Regions from separate parts of the Macaca mulatta genome. Here region 1 is linked to region 2. A link is a contact called in public Hi-C data. All regions are on one chromosome and are shown on one strand. Each heading gives the region's core, a stretch centred on a gene start, on an enhancer-like site or on the middle of the called end of the contact. The rest is flanking DNA. Distances are from core to core; before and after follow the strand shown.

Region 1 (5,747 bases), core at 1,792-4,291, 120 kb after region 2:
GAAAATGCTTTTGTATCACCTCAGTTTTAAAAGGCTATACTGCTGCATATATAGTTCTAGATTGACAGTATTTTTTCTTTTACCATCTTAAAGATGTTCCATTTTCTTCTGGCTTGCTTTTGTTGTTGTTGTTGGGGGTGGAAGGGACAAGAAATCTTTGGCTTCTTTGTGCCTATATGTCATATGCCTTTTTTACTCTGACTGCTTCTAAGATTTATCACTAGTTTTCTGCAATTTAAGATGTGCCTTGGGTGGTTTTGTTTATACTGCTTGGGTTTTATCATCTCAAAGTTTCTGTTGGTTCTTTTAAAATGTCTTTTAGAAGTATCTTCTAATTCTTGGCTGGGTGCAGTGACTCACCCCTATAATCCCAACACTTTGGGAGACTGAGGTGGGCAGATCACTTGAGGCCAGGAGTTCGAGACCAGCCTGGCCAATATGGTGAAACCCTGTCTCTACTAAAAATACAAAAATTGGCTGGGCATGGTGGTGGGTGCCTGTAATCCCAGCTGTTTGGGAGGCTGAGACACAAGAATCATTTGAACCTGGGAGGCAGAGGTTGCAGTGAGCCGAGATCGCGTCACTGCACTCCAGCCTGGGCGACAGAGCAAGACTCCGCCTCAAATGAAAACAAAAAAATAAAATATCATCTAATTCTTATCATGATTTGTCTTGGCTTTCTAATCTTATCCAGCATTCAACAAATATTGAGCACTACTTTGTGTCTGGCTTCATGAAACAAAACAAAGATCTCTATTTTTATGGACTGTATGTTTTAGGGGTGAAGAGAAAAAAGTGAATCAGCTAGTAAGATAGTAAGTCTGTGTGATACAAAGCCAGAAGTGCCCTGGGAACAAGCGGAGCAGGTTAAGAAAACGGCCGGGGGGGTGGGGGGGGGGTCCTGAGCCGGGGAGGCGGGAAGGTGCAGAAGTGTTTGCTCAGGGGTGAGACATGAGCAGTGGCTGGACGGAGATGGGGAAGGAGCTCTGGATGCTGGCAGAAGCTTCCCGGCAGAAGGATCTGCTCCCCAGAGGCCCAGTGTGATAGCAAGAGCAGGTTGGAGAAGTCGACCGGTGGGACGTAGTGGGCGGCAAACACAGGCCACGACAGGTTTTGCTTTGCCCTGGGATGGGAGCTGTAGGAGGATTCTGTGTGGAGCAATCCTGTGATCCGACCTTAGACTTTCAAAGGTCCCTCTGGTTGCTGCATGATGGTCTAGGGGTACCAGGGCACAAGTGAAAGACGAGGTGACAGCAGTGACCCACTGCAGGGGTGGCCGGGAATTGGCAGTGGCAATGAGGCAGTGGGACCTGCTCAGATCTGGATGTGTTCTGAGGGTAGGGCTATCAGGATTTGCAAACCAAATGGGCATGGAGTGAGGAAGTGAGAAGCCCAAGTGAGTCAGGTAATTGGTCCAAGCGAACAGGATGAGGGCAGGCCAGGCGCGGTGGCTCTCGCCTGTAATCCCAGCACTCTGGAAGGCCGAGCCGGGCGGATCACCGGAAGTCAGGAGTTCGAGACCAGCCTGACCAACATGGTGAAACCCCGTCTCTACTAAAAATTCAAAAATGAGCTGGGCGTGGTGGTGGGCACCTGTAATCCCAGCTACTCGGGAGGCTGAGGCAGGAGAATTGCTTGAACCCTTGAACCCAGGAGGCGGAGGTTGCAGTGAGCCGAGATCGCGCCACTGCACTCCAGCCTGGGTGACAAAGCGAGACTCCGTCTCAAAAAAAAAAAAAAGGCTGCAGGGCCATCAGCTGATAGAGGGCAATGGACAGTGGACGGGCAGCTTGGCTGTGCTGTAGAGCCTGAGGGCTGAGAGGACACCCCGGGGCAGTGTAAAAGAAACTGGACTTAGCAATTGGTGAGAGAAGTCGGATAAAGAGAGGGTTTTGTTAGTATGGGAGAAACGGCACCCTTTTATGCTAATGAGAACTAATAACAACAAAAAAACCTGCTGTAGAACACAGAGGGAAACTGCTGGATGGGTGCCTTGGAGGAAGCCACAGGCCGGCGATTGGGTGCACAGGGCAAGGGGCGCTGAGGGAGGATCTGGCTCCAGCTTGCTCAGTGAAGCAAGAGGCTGGGTGAGGAAGGGGTGAGGCGGGGGAGCGGCTCAGGGTGCCTGCAGGCTAGGAGCTGGGAGCCACTGACGCCCAGGGACAGAGGCTGGTGCTGCAGAGAGGGGCGGCGCAGGGAGTCCCTCTTCTTTTCTTTTTTAAAAGAACTGCTTTACTGAGAAACCCACCCTACAAAAACACGATTAACAGGGTTGTGAGCTACCACCACTCTAATGCAAGGGCATGCCCATCCCCCCGAAAAAGAAACCCCGGCCCGCCGCCCCGCCGGCGGCGGCCCCCGCCATGCACCCAGCCCCGGACGCCCAGTTGGGCGTCTGCTCTGCGTGGCCTGTGCCGGGCGCCCCGCGAGTGGGGTGCACACCGCGTTCCTCCTGAGCCACCTCCAGGTCGGTCCGTCCGCAGCCGGCCTCGCACTCCCCTCCGTTCCAGGCTGCGGACCTCGGCGGCAGGACGGACGGCGCCTCTGCTCCTCATTCTGCCCGGGGCCAGCCCGGGCCCAGGGGTATCTGCTGTGTGTCTGGCGCCGAGCTGGGCCCCGAAGAACCCCGAGCCCGCCCAGGGGTTCCCTTCTCGGGCCCGAGCGGGCAGGCGCCGCGGGGTCCAGGGCGCCAGGGTCCAGGGACCCGCGCCCTCCCGCCTGGGCAGTCCTCACCGGCCCTCCGCAGGGGAAGGGACCTGGCCGCGAAAGTCCGGGCAGGCGTGGCGTTGACGCCCAGACCGGAACTTCCTTTCGGCCTCAGTTTCCGGGCCGGCCCCGCCCCCGGCGCCCGCACACCGCAGCCCCTTTAAGGACTTTCTGCGCCCTCCCGCCTCTTTTCTAGCGCGTCTCCCATCCCAGGCTGCCCCGCCCCCGCCGGGAGCGCGCCTACGTCACCGCGCAGACCTCGGCCGCGTCTTTGCGCCTGCGCCTCCTCGGCCAGGGTGAGCCATTGGCTGCCGAGCTCAGAGCACGTGATAGGGGCGGGGCCTTTGCCGGAAAGGATGGGGCAACAGCGAGAACGGCCGCGTCAAGAGGTAGGTGCAGTCGTCGCCGTGGTGACCCCAGCTCCTGATGCGTCCGGCCCAGGGACAGCCAATGGCTGTAGAGCTCTTGGGCACCTGACAGGAGGGGCGGTCCGCCCGCCGGAAGGGGCGGGGCGAGGCGAGCGCCGAGTCAGCGGTAGGTGGGGCTGTGGTTGCGCTGGGGGGCGGGGGTCGAGCAGCTTCAGCACCGGCGGCTCTGCGGGCGCCGGGCAGAGACCTGCGGGCGGAGCGTGTCCCGTGTCTTCGAGAGCGCCGGCGGCGGGGCCGGAGGGCGGGCCCAGGGCCGAGTGACAGGCCGCAGCCCCCGAGCACCGCCGAAAGCTGCGCGCCCGCCCGGTGCAGCCGCTGTGCGAGGGCGACCCCGCGGCCCCAGCCTCGCGCGGGCCCCGCCGGGCCGCTGCTTTCCCCGGGTAGGGCGCAGCTCCCCAGCCTCCGCCCCGGCCTCCCCTGGCGCTTCCTTCCGGGTCCTTCGGCCTTTTCCTGGCAGTGCTGCAGGCTCTCGCCTCTTCCCACCCTGCACGCCGCGGTGCTCGACCCTGGGCCTCCGGGCGCGACTTTCATTGATCTCAGAATTTCTTGGCTCCTTTTGGCCTCTGCAGCCTTGCTGGAGGCTGCCCTGCGGAATCAGTGAATAAGGGAAACAGCAACAGTCACGTTAGGCAAAAGCTGATTTGGACAGTGCCACTGCTTCTTAACGCACGGCCCTCAGTGCAGCGTCCCACACGCAGGGGATTGTAGAGGTCCCGAGTTGAAGGTTCACTTTTAAAACTGACCGTAATCACCGCTGTAAAGGCCTTGCCGGACACATTTCCCAGAGAGGCGCCCCCAGAGGTAACGGCAGATGGACCCCAGGCTCAGGGTCCTCCCGGAACTTTCGGTTTATAGTAGAGCCCAGTAAACACGTTAATAACAGCAAGAGCTATAAAATACAGATGGTGATTTAGCATTTGTGCCTTACCTATTTCTAGATATGGATCAGAAACTTTCGAAGTTGGTAGAAGAGCTCACAACTTCAGGAGAACCCAGACTAAATCCTGAGAAAATGAAGGAACTGAAGAAAATTTGCAAGTATGTCTTAGGGTTTAGTAACTCACAGTAACTGACTGGCCCACAGAGCCCAGGACACACACAGGGCCCTGCCTTCCTGCCCCGACCTGGGAGAGAACCACCCGAGGACACACCCAGGACATTTTCTCAGGGCCCTGCAGTACCCAGCTCTGATGGGTGGTCATGTTCTGGGTTTGGGGCGCGTGGCGTTGCAGACCCATCACTGCTCCGTGCTTGGTGCTTCTCTCTTCATTCCCGTTTCCTGAGTGCACATATGTGATTTAGAGAGAAACGTGTGTCTTTTTCTTTGCTGTTGGACTTTGCGAAGGGAGAGAATAGAGCTTGCTGATAGGCGAGTTGGTCCATCGCCTTTAGGGTATGTCCACCCCTGTTCACTTCTCCCTCCGGGGAATACGCCTCCCAGGATCTCTGCAAGTCACCCTCAGGCAGCCAGAGATTCATGGGGGAAGCAGAACTTCTCCTCGGAGGGTGGAGCATAAGTCGAGGACACTCATTATCCTGTATCCTGCGTTTGTAAAACGAGAACTTACAGATTGTTTATAGCGTAATGGAGTGTTGACATTTTAATAGAAAATTTCAGGTCAGGTTTTGCAGCATGCACCAGGAAATCCGATTCGCAATGGTTTATGTGGGGCCAGGAGCTGGGAAGAGGAGCATTCAGGAGGGGCTGGGAGATGTCCCGAGCTCTAGGCCTTCCCTTCCTTCCCGCATCAGGAGGCACCCAGCTGAACAGTGTGCGTGCTGGGCGGTGTGCGTTTGTGCCGGGCGGTCTGCGTTGTGCCGGGTGGCATGTGTTTAAAGGGCGGGATGGTTTGTGTTTCAGGCTTTGCCGTAAGGCCTCAGCTCTGTGAACGCAGCTGTAGATGATGCAGCTGGATAAATGGGCCACATTCCAATGAAACTTTGTGAATGACCACCGACATTTGAAGTCTATATAATTTTCACATTTCATCAAGTATTTTTCGTTTGTTTCAACATTCTTGGCTTGTGGGCCACACAGAAACAGGCAGGGGCTGGGGAACTAGATGGGGCCCTTGGGCGGCAGTATGCAGACCCTGCTCTAGAAAAGGGGAGAACGAAGATGGGAAGGCAGTGGTGGTCCCTGCCACTACGTGCATGCAGCATCCCTGTACGGAGAGTCTCCCCCCACCCATCCTCTGCATGCCGGGCAGTTGGGTCAGGCTGGCTCGTATCCCCAGGTCTTCAGAGGAGCAGCTGAGCCGTGCCTACCGCCTGCTGATAGCACAGCTGACCCAGGAACACGCCGAGATCCGCCTCTCAGCCTTCCAGATCGTGGACGAACTCTTTGCCAGGTCTCACCAGTTCCGGATGCTGGTTGTTTCCAACTTCCAGGAGTTCCTGGAGCTCACGCTGGGCACGGATCCCGCACAGCCTCTGCCACCCCCCAGGGAGGCGGCACAGAGGCTGAGGCAGGCGGCCACCCGGGCCGTGGAAGAGTGGAATGAGAAGTTCGGGGAGGCCTACAAGAAGCTTGCCTTGGGCTACCACTTCTTAAGACACAACAAAAAGGTAGGTGGGCCTGGCCCATTTTCTCAGAGACTCTGGTTACCTGAC
Region 2 (5,760 bases), core at 3,259-5,758:
AAGTCCCAGGGGACCCCAAGATGTGCCAGGACCAAGCGGCTGCCCCCGTTCCTTCCCCAGCCTCGGTACCTGGTCTCCATCCCCGCTTGCTCAGACCCAGGCTCGGCGGCCACCAACCCTCCACGTGCCTCCACTGGCCAGCCCTGCTGGGCCAACTGTATGCTCCCCTCCCCCACAGCCTCTACCAGGACAGTGTGTCCCAAAAGCCCCTCCTCACCAACCTCACCTCTCCCTCTCCACAGCAGCCCCTAAAGCCGCTGCCCAGGAAGGAGCTCCCCAACCACCAGAAGGGCACCCTCAGGCTGGGCAGTCTCACCAGCCCTCACCCTGCCCTGTCCCCGTAAGCCCTGATTACTCCAGGCTCGAGTGGCCATCTTATGACAAAGCTGTCCTGCCACAAGTCCCCAGCACAGCCATCTGGGCACTGGTGAGATGCCCCCCTTGGCTGTCCAGGCCTGGAGGCCCCTGTGCTGCCCAGCCAGGAGCTGACATGAACGAAGGCTGTGCACAGCCTGACCTGGAGCCTTCCGGTCCTGAGATACAGCCGCCTGCCACCCAGAGGGAACTGAGCCCCTGCCCTTCAACGGCAGAGAAGGCAGGCCCTCAAGAAGGACTACACAGCAGCGTGGAGCCACTGGGCTGAGAGCATGGGGCCACCAGAACCTCCCTCAGACAGACACTGCCCGTCACCCATGGACTGATACAGGTCCTCCGATGACAGCGCCCCAGACAGACACCGCCCAAGTCACCCACGAGCCGTTACGGCACCTCCGACGACAGCATCCCTGTGAGCCAGGGAGCCACGGTACTCCACAGGGCCTGTGGGGCCGTATCACAGCTCAGAGGACACAGTGTAGGGGCTGCGATCACAGGCACGGATTTGCCAGCAAGATTCCTCTCCAGGACACCCGTGGAGCCGTACGTTTCCCTGTTTATTCAGGGAGCACATGCACATGCCCTGTGAGCTCCAGGACCCCCAGAACACCACCTTCCCGGCTCCTACCACGCGTGGGGTATCAGGGCTACACCCTTCCTCTCCTTCTCAACAGGACACTCTACACATGACACCACTCGAGAGGCAGCCTCGGACGCCTCTGAGGCTCATGCCAGCCATGCAGACAGGGCAGCCCAGCAGCCCTCACACCACAGATGGGTGGCAGGTCAGGGTGACACGGGTGGGCAGGGTGACACGGGTGGCGGGGCAGGGTGGCATGGGCAGGCAGGGTGGCATGGGTGGGCAGGGTGGCATGGGCCACACTAGGCCTGGGGAGCTGATGGCGGTGCAAGGGGAGGGTGCAGAAGGGGCCTGGTCCCAACACCACCCACACCTCTCTCAGGGCCGTAGCCCCAACTCCTCCCCATCCAAACCAACTGGGCTTCCCTCAGGGCCATCCTCACTCTCCTTCAACGCACATAAGAACTGGCACCGCCTGGCCACCCAGAGAGACAACTCAAGGTTAATGTTTGGCTTGACAAAAGGCCACCCAAGAGATCTCTGACTTTACAGGAAAAAACTGAACGTTTCCTCGTGGGAGATACCACATGGAGTGTGTGGCTGGACGGGCTTCTGGAAGGGACGGTCAGTGATGCAGGTGGCATCTTGTGGGTTACCCCGACCCAGTGTGGGGGAGAGTAGTGGGCCCTGGCCACTGCAGCCGACAATGGAGGACCTGGGGGGCCAGACACTCCCAGCACAGAGCTCCTACCCACAACTACCAAAATCCAGCGACCACCAGAGGACCCCGGTACTCTGACCAGCGTTCCCTCAGGCGATGCAGTTCAACCACAGAACCCGGAGGACACCACCTGCTGCCTCCACCACCTCCTGGCCACCCCTGGGCCCTGAGCCAGGCCTGCACCGTCAGCACCACCCAGACGGAGCCCTCTCCAGCCCTGAGTGGAGGGGAAAACAAGAAGTCCTTCTGGAAGGAGAGTCACTCGGGTAAACACCTCACAGGGCACACGCCTTTGACTTGGGCACTGCGTGGGGAGCGCCAGGGCACAGCCAGGCACAGAGCGCTGCCTGAAGGGTTCTCAGCAACACTAGTGGTACCAGCCGTACGCCTCTTGGCTCAGGGACGCCACCATCAGCTCAGACCAGGTCACACTCTGGGGGCAGTGGCCACAGGAAGTTGAAAGGGCTAGTTACAGTCAGAGGAGAAAAACTGCCAGGTGAGCCAGGTGTGGCTGAACAGCCACCTCTGAGCTCCAAAGGAAGAGACTGGGCCTCTCGAGCCTGGGACCCGTTTCCTGCAGAGCGTGACTACTTCCGTCCAGGGTTCCTCCAGAAAAAACTTATTAACAGAGTGACTGTTAACAGTGGCTGTCTGCTGGATAATGGAACCTTACACTACAAACGTCCAAAGAGTGGGGGGCTCCCAGCCCTTGGAGGAGGCAGACAGGACCAGCCAGCACCTCCAATCTCCCCAGGATGTGGCTGGGGTCGGTTCTGCGCCAAGCCCACAGGACTGGGCCAAGGCCCATCCCACTCAGCAGACGGACAGGACCAGCCCACAGTCCCTTGCACCCGGGGCCAAACCTCCCCTCCCCCACTGCCATGTTCTCAGGTTAATGACAAGTGTGCAAAACGGAAGATCCTACTCACTGACATTCCCAACCACATGTCCACCTCTCAGAACTAACAGCTGCCCTGGTCAAGGCTGACAGGACGAAGTACATGCTGCGGACATGGCAGACACCTCAAAAACGGCCAGGCAGGTGGACAAGGCACCCCGGGCAGTGAGTAGATGCAGCCCCCACTGCATGTCCCTCCCAGAGTTCTGCAGAGGACGCCAGCATGGAAGCAGGTGCTCAAAGATGGGCGACAGAATCACAAAGGGCAAAACGCGTCTGCAGAGCTGACAGTGCCAACCAGGAGCCAAACCCAGACCCCAGAGGGAGGTGGCCAGGCCTGGGCGGGCAGGGGAGACCTGGTGCTGAGGCCCAGGGCAGAGCCACGCCCTACAAAGTTCCAGGACACAGAACGAGGGACCCCCAAACCGCAGCTGTCATCCTCAGCTGCAACGGCAAATAGTTACCCCACGGTGCTGCCCCAACCCTGCCCCAAGCCGCAGACGGGTACACAGACGCGCACAGGCCATGCGCTAGGAGCTCAGCGAGGACGCCCGCGGCGCGGGCCCAGCCACCAGCGCCGTTTTCTTCCTGACGGACTTGTGCTCCCTGCCGAGCTCCTACAGAAACGGTGGAGAGGACTTGGGGGGGGGGTGCTCGGGCTCCACGGAGCACTCTGCACACCCGCCGCCTCGGCCCTGGCTCCGGGCCCTCTAGCCCCAACTCTCAGGGTTTCACCTCCCCACTCAGGGCACCGGGAAGGGCGCGACCGCCTTCCCTTTTCCCCACTGGAAGGGAATTCTGTCCCGGCAATCGCGGAGACTACAGCAAAAGGGCTCTGGCCCCGGCCGGGCTTCCGGACACCGGTGCCCTTGGAGGCCGCCAGAGAACGCTCCAGTTTTGGCCCGGGGATCAAGCGCGCGGGCTCTGCCTTTGCAGCCGGGTCGAGGGAGAGAAAGGCTCCGCGGAGCGGCCCGGGCCGGCCCAGGATGCGGGCGCTGCAAGATGGCGATGGCCGTGCGCCCGGCGTCCGCCCGTGCTCCCTGCTTCCGCGGCCGCAGCCGGCGAGGAAGGCGCCCCGGGACCCGGGCCGGCACAGGCAGAGGCAGGTGGAGGCGCCGGGCCGGGCCGGGCCCTCGCGGAGTTCGCGGGAGCGGAGACCCCCGGGGACCGCCCGCGTCACCGCCGGGGGCTGCGCTTTGGGCCCGGTCTGAGGGCGGCGGCCTCCTCCACGGTCAGACCCGGCGCCCGGGCCCCGTCCCCTTCCCCCACAGCGCGCGGCCGCGGTCGCCGGCAGCCTCAGGGCGGGAGGGGGCGCGCTCCCGCGAGTGGCCCGGGAGCGCGCTCCCCAGGACACCCGTAGCTGCGCACGGCGCAGCTCCCACCCCGGTCCCGCAGGCCCAGCCGCGGGGTCGTGACCGGGGACGGGGTAGCGGCCGGGGATCGGGACTCGGACTCGGGGTGCCGTCCCGGGTCCCATGGGGCTGGGGTCGGTGGAGCAGCCTGGAGGCCCACGGGCCCCTTTGTGTCACCTGCGCGGGCCGCGGGCGGGGAGGGCACACGGCGGCGCTCGCTCACACGCAGCGGCCCGCGCATGCGCACGACCCTTGCCGCGGTCCCGCCCCCGACCGCGGCCACGCGCGGACGACGGCGCGCACGCGCACTCGCACACAAAGCCGGCGGCCCGCGGGCGCGCGCTCGGCCCGCCCCCGCGCCCCCCGCCCGCGCGGCCCCCGCCCCGCCCCGCCCCCGCCCGCGGCCGGAAACGCGCGCGCGCGCGGCCTTACCGAGCGGCAGGCCCTTGTTGAGCAAGTGCGAGCTGCCCATCGAGAGGCGCGAGCGGCCGCGGGCCCCGACCACTCCGGCGCGCTGCGCCGCCGCGAGTCCGGCGCGTGGGGCGGCCTCGGTGCCGTCCGCTGCTCCGCCCGCCCGCCTGCGCCTGGCCGCCGCCGTGCCGAGCCTCCGCCGCGCCGCTGAGCCGCGCTCCGACGACCGCGCGGGCGGGGACACGGCGGCGCGCGCGGGCGGGGCCTCGCGGTTGGTCTCCTGGTTCCCGGCGCGGGCGGCGCACGGACTCACGCGGGCGGCTCAGGGCCCGCCTGGCCGGGCGCGGCTGCGGGGCGGGGCGGGAGCCTGGCGGGAAGCTCACGGGGCCTGCAGCCCGGCGGAGGCCCGAGGCCCGGTGTTCCGCACGTTCTAAACCGCCTGTCCCGGAGGAAGGCGGGCAGGGTCGGGCCGGGCTCAGCACCGCTGGCGGGAGCGCCGCCCGCCCCGAGGCCCCCTGCGGGACGGCGCCGGGCCCGGAAGCCGAGGCAGGGTCGCCCACGTCAGCGCCCGGAACGGACCCGAACGTAAATGGCGCTCCTCCGCGCAGCGGCCGCCCCGCTCCCTTCCCGCCCCGCCAGCCGCCGCCCTCCCCCGCTCGCTTCTGGCCCCGCGGCCTGGCCCGTGCGCCTCCGAAGACTTGTCCTTGCGGTGCCGCTGTCCCCGGGGCTGGCCAGGGGCACCGAGGCCGCGGGTTCCCCCCATCGCCCCCACCCGGGCCCTGATTTACCGTCCAAGAGCCGGCCGCACATGGGGCCCCGGGAGGAGAAGCGCGCCCGCCCCAGTTCGTCCCCAGCCGGGGGGGACCCCGACTCCGGGAGGGGCCGCGTTCTGCCCGGCCCAGGGCGCTGTTCCCGGCCCGGGAAGTTCAGGGCTGGAGAACCCCCTTCTCGACCCCGTTTCTCCTTTAACAAGAGTAGGGTTTGTAGCCAGCTCTGCTTCTGCCCGCTGCGGGAGACGCCCCGACCCGGGAGGGCCCGAAAGTCCCTTCAGGGAGAGGCCGCACCGGGCCTGCTCACCCAGGGGCTGCCCCTGCAGACTCTCCCAAGGGGCCCAGGGATATTCCTCGCGCCGCGAGTGGACGCTTCCATCCACCCCGTGGGGAGTTGTGGGAAGGGCCTCTGCGCGTGGCTACTCTGAGCACACTGGAATGATCAGATAGTTGCATAATTTGAGAAACCACAGCCTGGAGACGGAATGATGCAGACTCCTATCCGAGAGACACCTGCTCTAGTTTCGCTGTGGTTCGTGAGGACGCGTCCTAGGCTGCCCTGAGAAGCCCATGTCTGCCCTTCCAGGCCTGGGAAGACCTCTGACCCCACTGACAGTGCTGGGCCCTCAGTCGGGCCTGCCATGCGTACCACT

The links. Hi-C and Micro-C count contacts between places; a contact is called where the count stands out from the background.
Region 1: a Hi-C map of fetal cortex germinal zone shows a contact between it and region 2, with 6 times the contacts expected there. The contact joins the promoter of UVSSA here to the promoter of CTBP1 in region 2. A contact is called at or near these places in 8 of 14 Hi-C or Micro-C datasets (CD4 T cells, blood, cortical neurons and 4 more).

The regions. Positions count from the first base shown.
Region 1 is chr5:1,439,780-1,445,526 of T2T-MMU8v2.0, forward strand. It overlaps UVSSA (UV stimulated scaffold protein A), which reads left to right and starts at 3,042. Exons shown (of 15, transcript XR_013417652.1): 1 at 3,042-3,240; 2 at 4,073-4,172; 3 at 5,372-5,702.
Region 2 is chr5:1,319,261-1,325,020 of T2T-MMU8v2.0, forward strand. It overlaps CTBP1 (C-terminal binding protein 1), which reads right to left and starts at 4,509. Exons shown (of 10, transcript NM_001266780.1): 1 at 4,359-4,509.